2 separate regions of the Sus scrofa genome follow, and region 2 is linked to region 1. Evidence: chromatin contacts called from public Hi-C data. All regions are on one chromosome and are shown on one strand. Each heading gives the region's core, a stretch centred on a gene start, on an enhancer-like site or on the middle of the called end of the contact. The rest is flanking DNA. Distances are from core to core; before and after follow the strand shown.

Region 1 (7,100 bases), core at 4,319-6,818:
ATCCTATTCCCAACCTGCCTGCTCTTAGCTCCTAGGGGGGGCATGTACTTCAAAAGCTTCCGGAGAGGTGCAAAGCAGTATTTTTTTTTTGGTGACCTTGCATATCTGAAAATGTTTATATTCTGGTCTCATACTTGGCTGATTCTCTCTGGGGCTTAGAATCCAGGCAGGAAATCCTTTTCCCTGAGACTTTTAAGGCAACTGATTGCTCTGTGATCTTCTAGCTTCAAGGGTTTGTAAGGAAAAGTCCAATGCCAGGTTTTGTTTTGTTTTTTAATCTTAATTTAAAAACACATGTATACGGTGCTTATAAAAACACATGTACAATGTGAGATAAAGAAGGTATGCGTATGACTGGGTCAGGTTGCTGTATAGCAGAAATTGACAAAACATTGTAAATAGACTATAATAAAAATTAAAAAACAAAAAAACCACATGTACAAAAAGTAAAAATCAAATAAAAGTATAAAGCTTAAAAAACAAACAGGGAGTTCCTGTCATGGCTCAGTGGTAATCAACCTGACTAGTATCCTTGAGGATGTGGGTTCGATCCCTGGTCTTGCTCAGTGGGTTAAAGAATCTGGTATTGCCCCCAAACTGTGGTGTAGGTCGCGGATGAGGCTCAGATCCTGGCGGCTGTGGCTGTGATGTAGGCTGGCAGCCGTAGCCCCAATTGGACTCCTTGCCTGGGAACTTCTATATGCTAAGGGCACAGCCCTGAAAAGACAAAAACAAAAACAAACAAACAAAACAACAATGATAAACCCAGAAAAGAATCCCTTGCTTCAAGTCTCCACCCCTGATTCCTGCCTCCCAGAGGCAGCTGCCTACGATTATTCCAGACTTATCTCCTCATTTGAAAACAACCCACTGCTCTTCTTTGGGTCTCTAACATGGGCATTATCACTGCTTTTCTCTTAGGGACCAGGAGGGTTTAGTCGGCTTATGTCCCCATCCTCCCAGTAGGACCATAATACAAGTTTGGTTAAGTCAATATTGTTTACATGTTGGGAGTTCCCGCTATGGCGCAGGGGAAAGGAATCTGACTAGGATCCATAAGGATGCAGGTTCCATCCCTGGCCTCACTTGGTGGGTTAAGGATCCGGCATGGCCCTGAGCTGTGGTGTAGGTCACAGATGTGGCTCAGATCCTGAGTTGCTGTGGTTGTGGCACAGGCTGGAAGCTTCGTCCCCTAGTCTGTGAACTTCCATATGCCGTGGATGCAGCCCTAAAATGACAAAAAAAAAAAAAAAAAGTGATTCCACTCAGCAAAGGTGTGTCCCTGTGTTGGGTCTTAGCCAGGCTGAGCCTTTGCTTCAGAATAGGCTTCTCTCAGCTTCTCAGAGCCTCAAGAGACTCATTCCAGGCCTCTTAGCCCTTTCTTTGGCAGGCCAGCACCCACCTGCTCTACTGTGCGGCTCAGGTTTGAGCCTGTCTTTTTGTTTTGTTTTGTTTTGCTTGTCTTTTTAGGGATGCACCCATGGCATCTGGAGGTTCCCAGGCCAGGGGTCAAGTTGAAGCTGTAGCCTCGGCCTGCACCACAGTCACGGCAATGCGGAATCCAAGCCGCGTCTGTGACCTACACCACAGCTCATGGCAACCCAGGATCCTTAACCCACTGAGCGAGGCCAGGGATGGAGCCCACGTCCTCACGGATACTAGTCAGGTTCATTACCGCTGAGCCACGACGGGACCTCCTTTTCAAAAATTTTTTAAAATATAGTTGGTTTACAATGTTCTGTCAATTTCTGCTGGACAGCAAAGTGACCCAGTCATACATATACATACATTCTTTTTCTCATCTCATCTTCCATCATGTTCAAGCCCAAGTGATTGGATCGAGTTCCCTGTGCTGGGCAGCAGGACCTCATAGCTTTTCCTTTCTAAATGTCATAGTTTGCATCTACTAACCCCAAGCTCCTCATCGCCCCACTCCCTCCTCCTCCCTGTATCCAGGGCCTTTCTACTCACCCCACTGGCTCCTGCCTTATTCACTCATCCACAAGCAGCCCCTGAGTTCCCAGGGTCTCTGTCGAGGGCAAGGGACAGCAGCAGCAAACAAAACTATGGACCTCATAGTTTTGTTTGCTGCTTGTTAAATTTACTCATGTCACAGCTTCTCTGCCCAGCCGGGGGCTCAGCTGGGGGACCAGGGGAGCAAGGTCCCTTCAGAACAGCCTCACCCAGCGCGGTCGCAGGAAGTTGTGTTAAACAGAAGGAGTGTCGGCTGGACGGGGCGGGGGCAGCTGGGCCAGCAGCCGGCAGAAGCCACATTAACAATTAAGGCCTTCGCTGACATTCATTCCACCCGCAGAGCATGAAATATTCAGGCACCAGGGACTGGTCTCTGCTCTCTGCAGAGGCAGGCTGGGGAGGGGCAGCATTGCTGGTTGTAGACACTGGGCAGAGGGCTGCAGCCCAGGCCTGGTGGGCAGGGCATCTGGAGGCTGGGGGGGGGCAGGGGGCATGTGGGTGTGGCCCAGGGGTGTCTGAGGTAAATGGTGCAGCTGCAGATGCCCGGGGTGCCATCCAGGCCAAGCCCTGAGGGTCCCAGAGAAGAGTGGGAGCTTACATCATGGGGATGTGGGAGTGAAGGGGGTCGGGGGGGTGGTGAGAGGAGGCAGACGAAAACCACCCATCACAGGAGGGGCTGCCTGCTTGGGCTTTTTTTTTTTTTTTTTTTTTGCCATTTCTAGGGCTGCTCCTGCGGCATATGGAAGTTCCCAGGCTAGGGGTCGAATCGGAGCTCTAGCCACCAGCCTACGCCAGAGCCACAGCAATGTGGGATCTGAGCCGCATCTGCAACCTACACCACAGCTCACGGCAACGCCGGATCCTTAACCCGCTGAGCAAGGCCGGGGATCGAACCCGCAACCTCTTGGTTCCTAGTCGGAGTTGTTAGCCACTGCGCCACGACGGGATCTCCAAGCAAACTCCATCTTGATGGAGGCATTGGATTTTTTTGGGAAAGTCTGGTGGACCGAAGGACTGAGATGCAGGCCACAGGAACCCCCTGGGGCCATGCACAAATTGATGGGGGCTTCCCGCAAGCACAGGGTTCATCACCTCTGCGACTTCCCTAGTGAACCCGTGTTCTCTATGCTCACCCCTCCCTCTCCTGGGAGCAGCTCTCTGCACAGGCTTTCTTCTGGGGAGAGCCTCCTGGGAGCTAGTTAATTTGGTTGGCCTTTTGAGGCTAAGAAAGACTTGCAGGCTAAGAGTTCCTCGGTGGTCTAGTGGTTAGGATTCAGTGCCTTCACCACTGTGGCTGAGTTCAATCCCTGCTCTGGGAACTGAGATCCCACATCAAGCTGCTGCTCAACACCACAGCAAAACAAAACAAGACCAAAAAACAAACAAGCAAAAACACTGCCCCCCCCCAAAAAAAACCCCTCCAAACACGTTGCCTTCCCTTCCCAAATGGGAACTGGAACCCTTTCCCTCCTCAAAACCAAACTCGGCTGGGCTCTCAAAGCATCCTGCCCCAGTGGGGTGGCTGACCCTCTCCACCCAGGATCCAGGAGCTGGCTCACCAGTCTGGGGACCCTCGGGCTACCCTGGGGCTTGACCCTCAAAGTTATGCCCCTCCAGCTCACCCCCTCCCCACCAGTCTTTCCTGAACATCTATGTGGACAGAAGGGCAGAAGGCTGGGGAATGGACCACTCTCCCACCCCCCATCCCTTCCCCATATACGGGCCAGAGAGAGCTCTTAAAAGGCAAATCAGGTCATCTAGCATCCTGCTAACCCCCCACTGCTTTCCCAGCTGCCTTAGAATCTGGATGAATCCCCCTCTCACCCCAGGCCCACTGCCAGCCCACTGGACCTCCTTGAATAGGCCCCTAACAGGCCAACCCTAGGGCTTCTGCCCTGGAGTGCCCTTCCCCTTATCTTTGTCCCTCTTGTCACTCAGACATCAGCTCAGACACACCTCCTCTGAGGTCCTCCCTGACCACGGGATCTAAAGTAACTGATAATCACTTTCTGCGACAGCAGCTTGTCTTAATTCCCTGCACTGCACTTATTACACTCACAGTTATATAGTTTGTTTATTATCTTCTCCCCGCCCCCTCGGCCCCCGCAGAGTGCAAAGTTGTCCCCACCAGAATCCCCCAGTTGTCCAGATCAGGCCTGGCTTAGACTAGGTGCTATACACAATTGTCGAGTGAACGGCTGAGCAACTGTAAGTGGGGACATCAGCTGTTGTGCGGGCGCGCGCTCCGGGCCGTGGCGCTCACAGTCGAGTGCGCGGGTTTTATCTTCTTGTGGTCCTTGGGGAGGGACGCCCCCTCCGCCAGGCTGGCGGCAGACGCGCTGTAAATGCGCTTTTGGGACGCGAGGATAACGAGATGGACTCACAGCCAGTGGGAAGGCTCGGGTGCCGGGCGAGGCTGGCTGGTGGGGAGGGTTTTTTGCCAACGACTCGGCGTCCCTCGAGTTAAGATCCCAGTGGGAGACCTTTCTCCACCCTACCCAGTGGGCTCTAAGTCGCGAATCCCTGATTCTCTCCCGAATTCTGGGACCGGGGGAATGGCGTGTGTTCCAGCGCCCTCGTCACCTCGGGGCAGGGAAGAGGGTACAGACAGTGCTCGGGGGCTGTTGGCGAGGCCCTGGCCATCCCGGTGCTTAGGCGCCGGAGCCACAGCCCTGCGCTGAAGTGGAAACGCAGCAACCTCTGCGCGCTCCGGCAGGGGACGGGGGTGGGGACGAGGGCGGAGGAGCCGGGGGCAGGGAAGGGGACAAAGAGCCGATCTGCCGCCGGAGAGAGCGACCCCCGTGTCAAGTGTCCTATTGTCCGTCGTATCTCAGACTAAGCTGGACTCTGGTGCCCCCGGGAGGGAGAAGGGGAGCTGTCCTCCGGATCCTGGGTATTTGTTTATTTGGGGCGGGGAAGGGCGGGCGCGGCACGAGAGCCCAGGAAGGGGCTGGGCGCCCATTTCCGCGCGTCTCCTTTAAGGGAAGCCCTGCCCTACCTTTCCCACCGTCTCCCTCCCCGCAGCCGTACCTGCATTTTAAAAGCGCCCTGTAGCCCTGGGATTGGCGGAGGCCGCGTCCTCCGGGCGCAGAAACTTGAACGGCCAAGAGGGGAGGGTTGGCAGCCAGGCGGGTGGACTGTACCATCTCCGTGGCGTCCCCCGCGTGCGCCCCGCCCCTCCCACACACCCCCGGAGAGGTCCAATCAGACGGGCTGGGGGGGCGGGACCGCGTCTAGAGCGCGCCTCTGGCAAGGCGCCGGGCGGGCGGGCGCACGGCGTAGGGGAGGACGTGGGGGGCCTGCCGCCCCTCCGCCCACCCTCTCTTTTCCTCGGAGGCGGGGCCCGACCGCGGCGCCCCGCCCCTCCCCGCCCGGAGTGGGCGGGGCGGCTGGGGCTCCGGAGCTGGGCCGGGGGCGGGCCTCCGCCTGCTTTGCCTGAGCCCGAGGAGCGCCCGGCACGGCGGCCGCCGACGCAGCGGTGGTAGCAGCTCGCCGAGCCTTGGGACGCGCGGGTTCTCGGGCGGCCCGGGCAGGCGCTACGTGAGGACGCGCGAGGCGGCGCAGGGCCAGCCGCACGCGCCCCCGGCCGCCCCCCGCCCGCGCACGGACCGGCCCAGCGCAGCCCCGGCACGGGGAGCGCCGGCCGGGCGAGGGCACGGGCGATGCCGTGGTGACGGCCCCGCCATGGCGAAGCCCCCGGCGGCGGCGGCGGCGGCGGCGGCGGCGGCGGCGTCGGAGGAGCTGAGCCAGGTGCCGGACGAGGAGCTGCTGCGCTGGAGCAAGGAGGAGCTGGCGCGGCGGCTGCGGCGCGCGGAGGGCGAGAAGGTGGGCCTCATGCTTGAGCACGGCGGCCTGATGCGCGACGTGAACCGGCGGCTGCAGCAGCACCTGCTGGAGATCCGCGGCCTCAAGGACGTGAACCAGCGGCTGCAGGACGACAACCAGGAGCTGCGCGAGCTCTGCTGTTTCCTCGACGACGACCGGCAGAAGGGGCGCAAGCTGGCGCGCGAGTGGCAGCGCTTCGGGCGCCACGCGGCCGGTGCCGTGTGGCACGAGGTGGCCCGCTCGCAGCAGAAGCTGCGCGAGCTCGAGGCGCGCCAGGAGGCCCTACTGCGCGAGAACCTAGAGCTCAAGGAGCTGGTGCTGCTGCTGGACGAGGAGCGCGCGGCGTTGGCGGGCGGCCCTGGCGGCGCGGGCGGCGGCGGCGGCGGCGCGGGCTCCCGCAGCTCCATCGACAGCCAGGCCAGCCTGAGCGGGCCGCTGGCGGGAGGCGCGGCGGGCGCGGGCACCCGCGACGTGGGCGATGGCAGCAGCACCTCGAGCGCCGGCAGCGGCGGCAGCCCAGACCACCACCACCATGTCCCGCCCCCGCTGCTGCCCCCAGGGCCGCACAAGGCCCCCGACGGCAAGGCGGTCGCCACGCGTAGGTCCCTGGACGACCTGTCGGCGCCGCCACACCACCGAAGCATCCCCAACGGTCTGCACGGTAAGGACGGCACCGGCCGGCAGCGCGGGTCTCGGGCCCAGAGCCCCTTCCCCCGCGCGCGGCGGCCCCCACTTTAGCCCCCTCCCCCCCCAGCTGGCATCGACTCTGGGCAGGGAGATCCCGAGCCCATCCGCAGTGGGGTTTTGAGCGGTGATTTTCTGGTGAAGTGATGCAGGCGTGTCCCTGCCCCACTCCAGAATCCGCAGCGGGCCGGGACCGCCAGATCCCAGAAAAGTTTCTCTCCTGCGAAGTTATCGGTATCAGAGTTTGGCACTGTAGGGCTGGTTAGAGATGCCGAATCTGTGCCTGGAAGCCCTTGTCCTAGAGTGGGAAGTTTTTATTGGGAAAAAAAGAAGGGCCTTTCTTAGCGGAAGTAAAATTTTCCCTCTTAATTTGGAGCAACAGGCAGCCCCAAACCTGAGCAGGTTCACCTGTGCGCTGGGGCTGGAATTCCACCTGGGCTTCTTGGCGCTGCCTGCGGCTGGGAGGGAGCACAGGCAGCCGGGCCAGCGTCCTGGGAGCTAAGAACCTTCCTGGTTTGCTATTAGTCCTGCACTTTCTCAGCTGAGGCTCTCAGACGTTCCAGAGGAATATGGGCTTGGAATGGATCCTGGCTTTTCCCACCCGCCTGCCTCAGTTT
Region 2 (6,623 bases), core at 1,860-4,359, 530 kb before region 1:
AATTATCTCCTTACTTCGGTTCTGAAGATGAAACTATATGTAGAATTTGAACTTGGGACATGGACAGTTAATCACGAACCATTTAGCTTCTCTTTGGTAACAGTCCAAACCACAAGAATAAGGAAAGGGAATAGTTTACCACAAAACATGTCTGAGAAAACTTCCTTACTGCGTTATTACCATCAAATATTTACAACCACCTTTGTGCAGAGTACTGCAACATGCCAGACAACTAACTCTTTAAAGAAAGGGACAGTGAGTTCCCACTGTGGTGCAATGGCATCGACGGTGTCTCTGCAGTGCTGGGACGCAAGTTTGATCCCCAGGCCAGCGCAGTGGGTTAAGGATCTGATACTGCCGCAACTGCGGCTCAGAGCTGATCCCTGGCTTGGGAACTCGATATGCCAAGGGGCAGCCAAAAAAGAAAAAAGAAATGGACCTTAAAATACCCCCAAACTGCACAAGCCTATGAGCAACCACTTGCACAGAGGAAATAATGACTTTTAACCTAATTTTGATACATTCAAGTAAAGCCTTCATCACAAAGTTTTCTTGGTATGGAAAAGTGGGGTAGCAATCTGGTAAAATCAAGTGCAGAATATATAAAACATCCCACTGTTCTGAACTACAGTGGAGGTAACACAACCATATCATGAAAAAGAGTAAACCTAAGCTTTATGTAATAAATGTATCTTTACCTAAACATCCAATTTCAAATGATATCTTTGAATTCAGCAAACTCATCAATAACTAACACCCCCTCCATTATTCCATTCCTATTAATAACAGAAAAATACGACTTTTAGCTCCAACATGAATAGTGTGCAATCATTCTGCACACCAGAATGTATACAGAACCTTTTAAGTGCTGAAACATACATTTCATTTAAACATACAGCTCCTGCTGAAGTTACTGAGCTCTGCAAGGTCTTCGGAAACCCAGAATAGAGCCTGTCAGCAACTGCTATTGCATTTTGACAGAAACTCCATTCCTTTGCTCAGTCGTGAGTCACAGATCCCTTCTGCCTTAGTTATCTCAACTTGGGGCTTTCAGGAGATACCACCAGACCAGCTTCTCAGTCCAGCCTTTTGGCTTATTTTATTCGTTCCTGTGAATTCCAGAAACCCTTTAATACTCAAAGTGCACATTTCCAAGCTCCATCCAATTCTGAGAATTCACTGAACAGCGGTGGAGTAACCATGGGGTAGGCCATTCTACAGCTTAAATCCAATCACCACAGGTCCTAGGTTAACTACTTACGACAGGATTATTCTCAGTCTTATTTACTATTCCAGCAGTTTAACCAGATAATCTTTGCATCAAGTAACAAAATCACAGCAAAAACAAACAAAAAGCCCTTCCACAGTTACAAAGGAAAAACAAAGAGATTTACATGTGCAGATAAATCTCTTTTGCTCTATTTTTTCTGGCTTTCATTCAAAGCAGTACTGAAATTGCAGAAAGACGCCTGGCGGACCCTCTTTTCACGGGGAGAACAAGGCGCTTTCCACCAGGTCAAACACAAGAGGAAACGTCCACGAAGCGCTCGAGTCTACCGACGCAGTGGCAAGCGCGCCTCGCTGTGCAGCCAACCGGCCCGTGCGCAAAGCGCCCCGGGCCGAAGAAAACCAAACTTCCGCGAGCCCAGGGCTCGCCGTCGGCTACGATCCCCGCGGGCCCTCCCGGCCCGGCGCCGCGGCGGCAGCAGGAGCGGGGACCTCGGCCGCCGCGCGGTGACAGGCCCTGCGGGCGCCGAGCCCGACGCGAGCGCCGCGCGCCGCCCTGGTCCCGCCCCGCCGAGGCGAGCGCGGCCGGCGCCTCCGCCCCCTTCGGAAGGCGCCTCCCGGGAGCAGTCGAGGCTCCCGGGAAGGGGCGGGGGGCGGCGCGGCCCCAGGGACGCCCCCCAGCGGCAGGCCACGGAAAGGCGCGGCCCGCCCGGCGCGAGGTCCACGCCGCGCAGCCCCGCCAACGCCCTGCCCGCGCCCCGGGGCCTCGAGGGCGGCCGCCCCGCGGACGCACACGCGGGCGGGGGCCGCGGACAACGGGCCGGCGGGGCGTCCGTTGGCCCGAGCGCGCCCCGCCCCGCGCGCCCCGCCCCGCGCCGCGCGGCCGCCCCGCCCGGGGAAACTACGCCATTGCGGCCTAGCGGGCGGCGCCGCGCCTCCGCCGCCATCTTCGGCCCGCCGCCCGCCGCCCGCCGCCCCCGCCGCGGCCCGCCATCTTTTGGGGCCGCCATACTTGCCCTGCGAAGAAGATGGCGGCGCCCATCACACACATAAAACATGGCTTCCCTTCAAAACAAAAACATCCCGGGGGCCGGCGCGCGCCGGCGCTCACCTGAGGACCACATGGTGACCGAGAACTCGCCCTCCAGGGTCTTGATCTGCACCTGCTTCTGCTCCCACTTCTTGTTGCCCGCGTCCGCGCCGCCCGCCGCCCCGGCCCCGCCGCCGAGGTAGCCCTTCTTGCCGCTCTTCTTGCCGCCGCCCTTCTTGACGCGGCCGCCGCCCGACGACGACGAGCCGCCGCCGCCGCTCTTGCCGGCCGCAGCCACGGTGACCAGCGTCTGCTCGATGTAGTCGTCGTCGCCGCCGGCCGGCGCGGGCACCGGGATGAGGATCTGGTCTTCGAAGCCGTCCTCGGCGCGCAGCCCGTCCGAGTCGTCGCCGCCCACCACCTCCTCGCGCGTCTGCACCAAGATCACCTCCTGGTGGTGGTGCACCTGGGTCGGGTCGTCGGTGACCAGCGGCTGCAGCGCGATCATGGGCGGGTGGTGGTGGTGGTGGTGGTGGTGGTGATGGCCCGCGTGCCCGTGGCCGCCCCCGCCGCCGTGGTCTCCGCCGCCGCCGTCCTCGTCGTCGTCGTCGTCCTCCTCCTCCTCGCCCACCACCGTGGTCTCGATGGTCTCCACCGGGATGGTCTCCACCTCGATCTCGTGCAGCTCCACGATCTCGGCCGGCATCTCCGAGCCGTCCGTGGCGATGTAGAGGGTGTCGCCCGAGGCCATGACTGAGGGCTCGGCCGCCACGGCCGCGGCGGCCTCAGCTCCGGGGCTGCGGGCAGGCGGGCGAGGAGGCGGCCGGCCGTGGGGAAGGAAGGCAGAGGGAGGAAGGCGGCGGGCGGGCGGGCGGGGGGAGAGGGGGCGGGCGGCGGGGGGAAGGGGCGGGCGCGGCGGCGGTGGCGGCGGGCTTCCCCGCCTCCTCGCCTCGGTGCGCCCCGCGCTCGCTCGGCCGCTGCTCGCCCCGGCGCCCCGCCGCGCCGCGCCTCGGCCGCCCGCTCTGGCCGCGCCTCCTCCCGCCCTCCGGGCCGGCGCTCCGCTTCCCCCTTCCTCCTGCGCCTCCGCCTCCTTCCACACAAATACCAACTCCTCACCCTGAGCCCAGATCTCGCCGCCGCCGCCGCCGCCACACTCCGCTCAGGCTTGGCCTCGCGAGACTTCCGTGCGGCCTCGGCCCGCCCCACCTCGCTCCTAACTCGCTTGCTCGCTCTCTCGCTCCTCCTCCTCTGCCAATCGGTCTGCCCGTTCGCCGCTGCCGCCCCGCCCACTCAACCCGGGCTCCTCCCGGATTGGGGCCGACGGGACGGCCCCCGCGCGCGCTGGCTGGCCGCTGCGCGTGACGTCAGCGCGCCGCCGCCGCCGCCACCGCCGCCGCGAGTCGTGCGGCTCCCGCCCTTCGCGGTGCAACAGCAGCAAAACCCGCCGCCCCGGACCCGGGCCGCACTCTAGAGCGGGGTGTCGACGCTGCAGCCGCCGCTTCGGGAGCCGGTGAGCGGTCCGCGCGGCACCCGGCGCCGCGTGGGAAGGGGCCTGAGGGGCGGGGCTGGGCGGGGCGGCCGAGCCCGGGGTCCTGGGGGGTGGGCGGCCCGGGGGTCGCGGAGGGGAGCGGGTGGGCGCGCGGGGCTGCCCCGGCGCCCCAATAAAGTCTGCTTTGAAGAGAAACGCCTGTGCCTCCTTTTTCGCGTCGGGCAGCTTTTGCTCTTGATTCCTGCCTGGCTTCGGGCAGGCGATGGCGACCGAGTGAGGGAGGAGGTCCAGGCGAACAAAGGCGGGCGAGCGAGCAGCAGAGGAAGGTGTTCGCCGGTGGCCACAGGCCAGCATCGCGCTGCGAGCACCGGTCCCCGGGCCCCGCTGGGTCCGGGGCCGAGCGCAGGTGGGCTGCACGCGGGGCGGGGCGGGGCGGTCGAGCGGAAGCGGCGCGCGGAGCCCCCAGGTCCACCGTTGGGAGGATGTCCGTTATCCTTTTGTGACCCGCGGAAACCTGAGACCGAGCCGTTGGGTGCCTGCTTCCCCGTAGATCTTAGAACTGCCGGATCCCGGCCGCTGGTCCTGGAGCTTGGCTCTCTGCGGCTTTCTAAAATTTCCCTCTGAGCCTCCCCTTCGCTCTCCAGCCAACCATTGTTTCTCTCGACCACCGTCTTCACCTGTTTCTCACTTGCGTAGATGCTCCTCCTTTGCCCACCAGGCTTTGCATTTGTCCTCTTGTTCAAAATCCCAGTTTTCCCTCCCTGTTCTCCTTTATACCTGCAGCAGAGCGTATGTTTTTCTTGGCACTAATTAGCGGCAAATTAAACCTTGATGAAGGTGGTTTTGTCTTTATTTGGTCGTCCTGACTTTGTGTTTGAAGCATTAGAAATAACTGGTTTTTAGGGAAGAAAATCACGAAAAGCTGCGAAGGTGTGTCTTTGTTACTCGTTGGGCCAATTGAACGGCTGTGTGAATTTTTTGAACGTGTGTATTTTCAACGTTTATACTTGTTTTTTGCAGTAGTGTTCTTGCAAGTGAATACCATGATTATTCTGAACTGTCCTATGTCAGTGTTAGATTCCACTTGTAACAAGCGGGTGTCTTTTTGAGAACTTAGAGCACGGTTTATATGTTTTGATTAAAGAGTGGTTTTGTCAATTTCATTTAGTTTCATTTTTAAATGGCATTGAACTTGATATTTGAGAATCTTAGTATATGAAGTGAAAAACCGGATCATTGTCTCTTTGAATCTGAGTTTTAAATCCTGAGTAATCTTAGATTGCTGCACCCACACAGTTTGCTGAAATCAAGCCTGTTGAACTAAATCGTTTCTGACTTCATAGCTTATAAATTCTGCGTAAATATTTCGCAAATGAAAACCAGTTGTGGGAGAATTTTTAGGGGACTTAATTAATTTCACTTTCCCCACTCTCTAGTAATTGATGGGAGGATGTCTCTGTATGTGGTTGGTACTTCCCCATAGGTACAAGAGAAAGGGGGGAGGTACCCAGTTGGGTGAACTGGCTTCTGAATCGTGATCTGTGGACTTGACAGTCATTTGGAGATCGCTAAAAAGGTTCACCTGTCAGGAAAGGTCCTGGGAGAAGGTGCCAAGCTGCTCCTCAGGGTTAGCCCAAGCACCTACTACAAGAAGAGCTTTTAAAAATTGCCCCAGAGCAGGTGATCTGTTAGGTAGGCCTGAGTTTTCTGTGGTGGCAGTTAGTCTCAACTCCCTCTTTTGCTCGGGAGTAGCTTATGGACCAACATGCAAAGACACTGTGCTGTCTTGGCTCTGGCCTGCTCGCATTTGCTGCAACCCCATTTAAAAGGACACATTGAGAGTTTTATCTTGTGGGGCAGTGGGTTAAGGATCCGGCGTTGTCACTGCAGCAGCCCAGGTCGTTGCTGAGGTGTGGGTTCGCTCTCCAGTTTGGGAACTTACATATGCCCTGGGCACAGCCAATAAATAAATAAGTAAACAAATGGAGTTCTCATGGTGGCGCAACCGGGGATTGGGGATGTCTCTGTAGCACCAGGACTTAGGTTCCATCCCTGCCCAGCACAGTGGGTTAAAGGATCCCACAGCGTTGCTGCAGCTCGGATCTGATCCCTGGCCCTGGAACTCCATGTGCCTCAGGGCGGCTAGAGATGAAAATAAAATAAAAGGATAGGTTAGGAGTTCCTGTCGTGGCGCAGTGGTTAACGAATCTGAATAGGAACCATGAGGTTGCAGGTTCATTCCCTGGTCTCGCTCAGTGGGTGAAGGATCCGGCGTTGCCGTGAGCTGTGGTGTAGGTTGCAGACTCGGCTTGGATCCCGCGTTGCTGTGGCTCTGGCGTAGGCCGGTGAACCTCTGTATGCTGCGGGAGCAGCCCAAGAAATGGCAAAAAGACAAAAAAAAAAAAAAAAAGCAGGTTAAAGAGTAGTTCCAGAGCATTTTATTCTGTTCTGTTTGGTTGTAGCAAATTGAACCAGCGAGCCTTCCCTCTGAACTTCTAGAGTCCCTTTGATTTGGCAACAAGACAAATGACTAATGCCACGTGATTAAACTTGGTATTTTACACCTAGGTCTGCGAGCTTTTACGCTTCCAACTCTGAGAGCAGAGACTGCGGCTGGTTCTGTCTGCAGCTCGGTGCATGGGATGGTTGCTTTTTGGTTCATCAAAAAATGGAGGCTCTGACAGAGAGGTTCTGTGTAATAGCGCTTGACCATTTCAAGTGTCTCAAAAGCTCCAACTTTGTACAAACTTTCCAATCCACCAGAAAAGGAATGTCAACAGCTATAGAAGAAAGTAGAAGATTGGAAGGATCATTAGAGTTGGGTGAAGTTTCTAGACTCTCTGAGAAGTGAGCTCACTAATGGTGGCTGGGGAGGTG

What was found. Hi-C and Micro-C count contacts between places; a contact is called where the count stands out from the background.
Region 2: a contact with region 1 is called in a Hi-C map of heart right ventricle, with 4 times the contacts expected there. The contact joins the promoter of YY1 here to the promoter of CCDC85C in region 1. A contact is called at or near these places in 4 of 47 Hi-C or Micro-C datasets (heart right ventricle, mesenteric adipose tissue, omental adipose tissue and 1 more).

The regions. Positions count from the first base shown.
Region 1 is chr7:120,595,877-120,602,976 of Sscrofa11.1, reverse strand. CCDC85C (coiled-coil domain-containing protein 85C) reads left to right here and starts at 5,568. Exons shown (of 6, transcript XM_021099688.1): 1 at 5,568-6,460. The coding sequence starts at 5,659.
Region 2 is chr7:121,128,654-121,135,276 of Sscrofa11.1, reverse strand. YY1 (transcriptional repressor protein YY1) reads right to left here and starts at 3,109. Exons shown (of 5, transcript XM_021099699.1): 1 at 2,339-3,109. The coding sequence starts at 3,008. DEGS2 (sphingolipid delta(4)-desaturase/C4-monooxygenase DES2) reads left to right here and starts at 3,665. Exons shown (of 4, transcript XM_021099703.1): 1 at 3,665-3,767.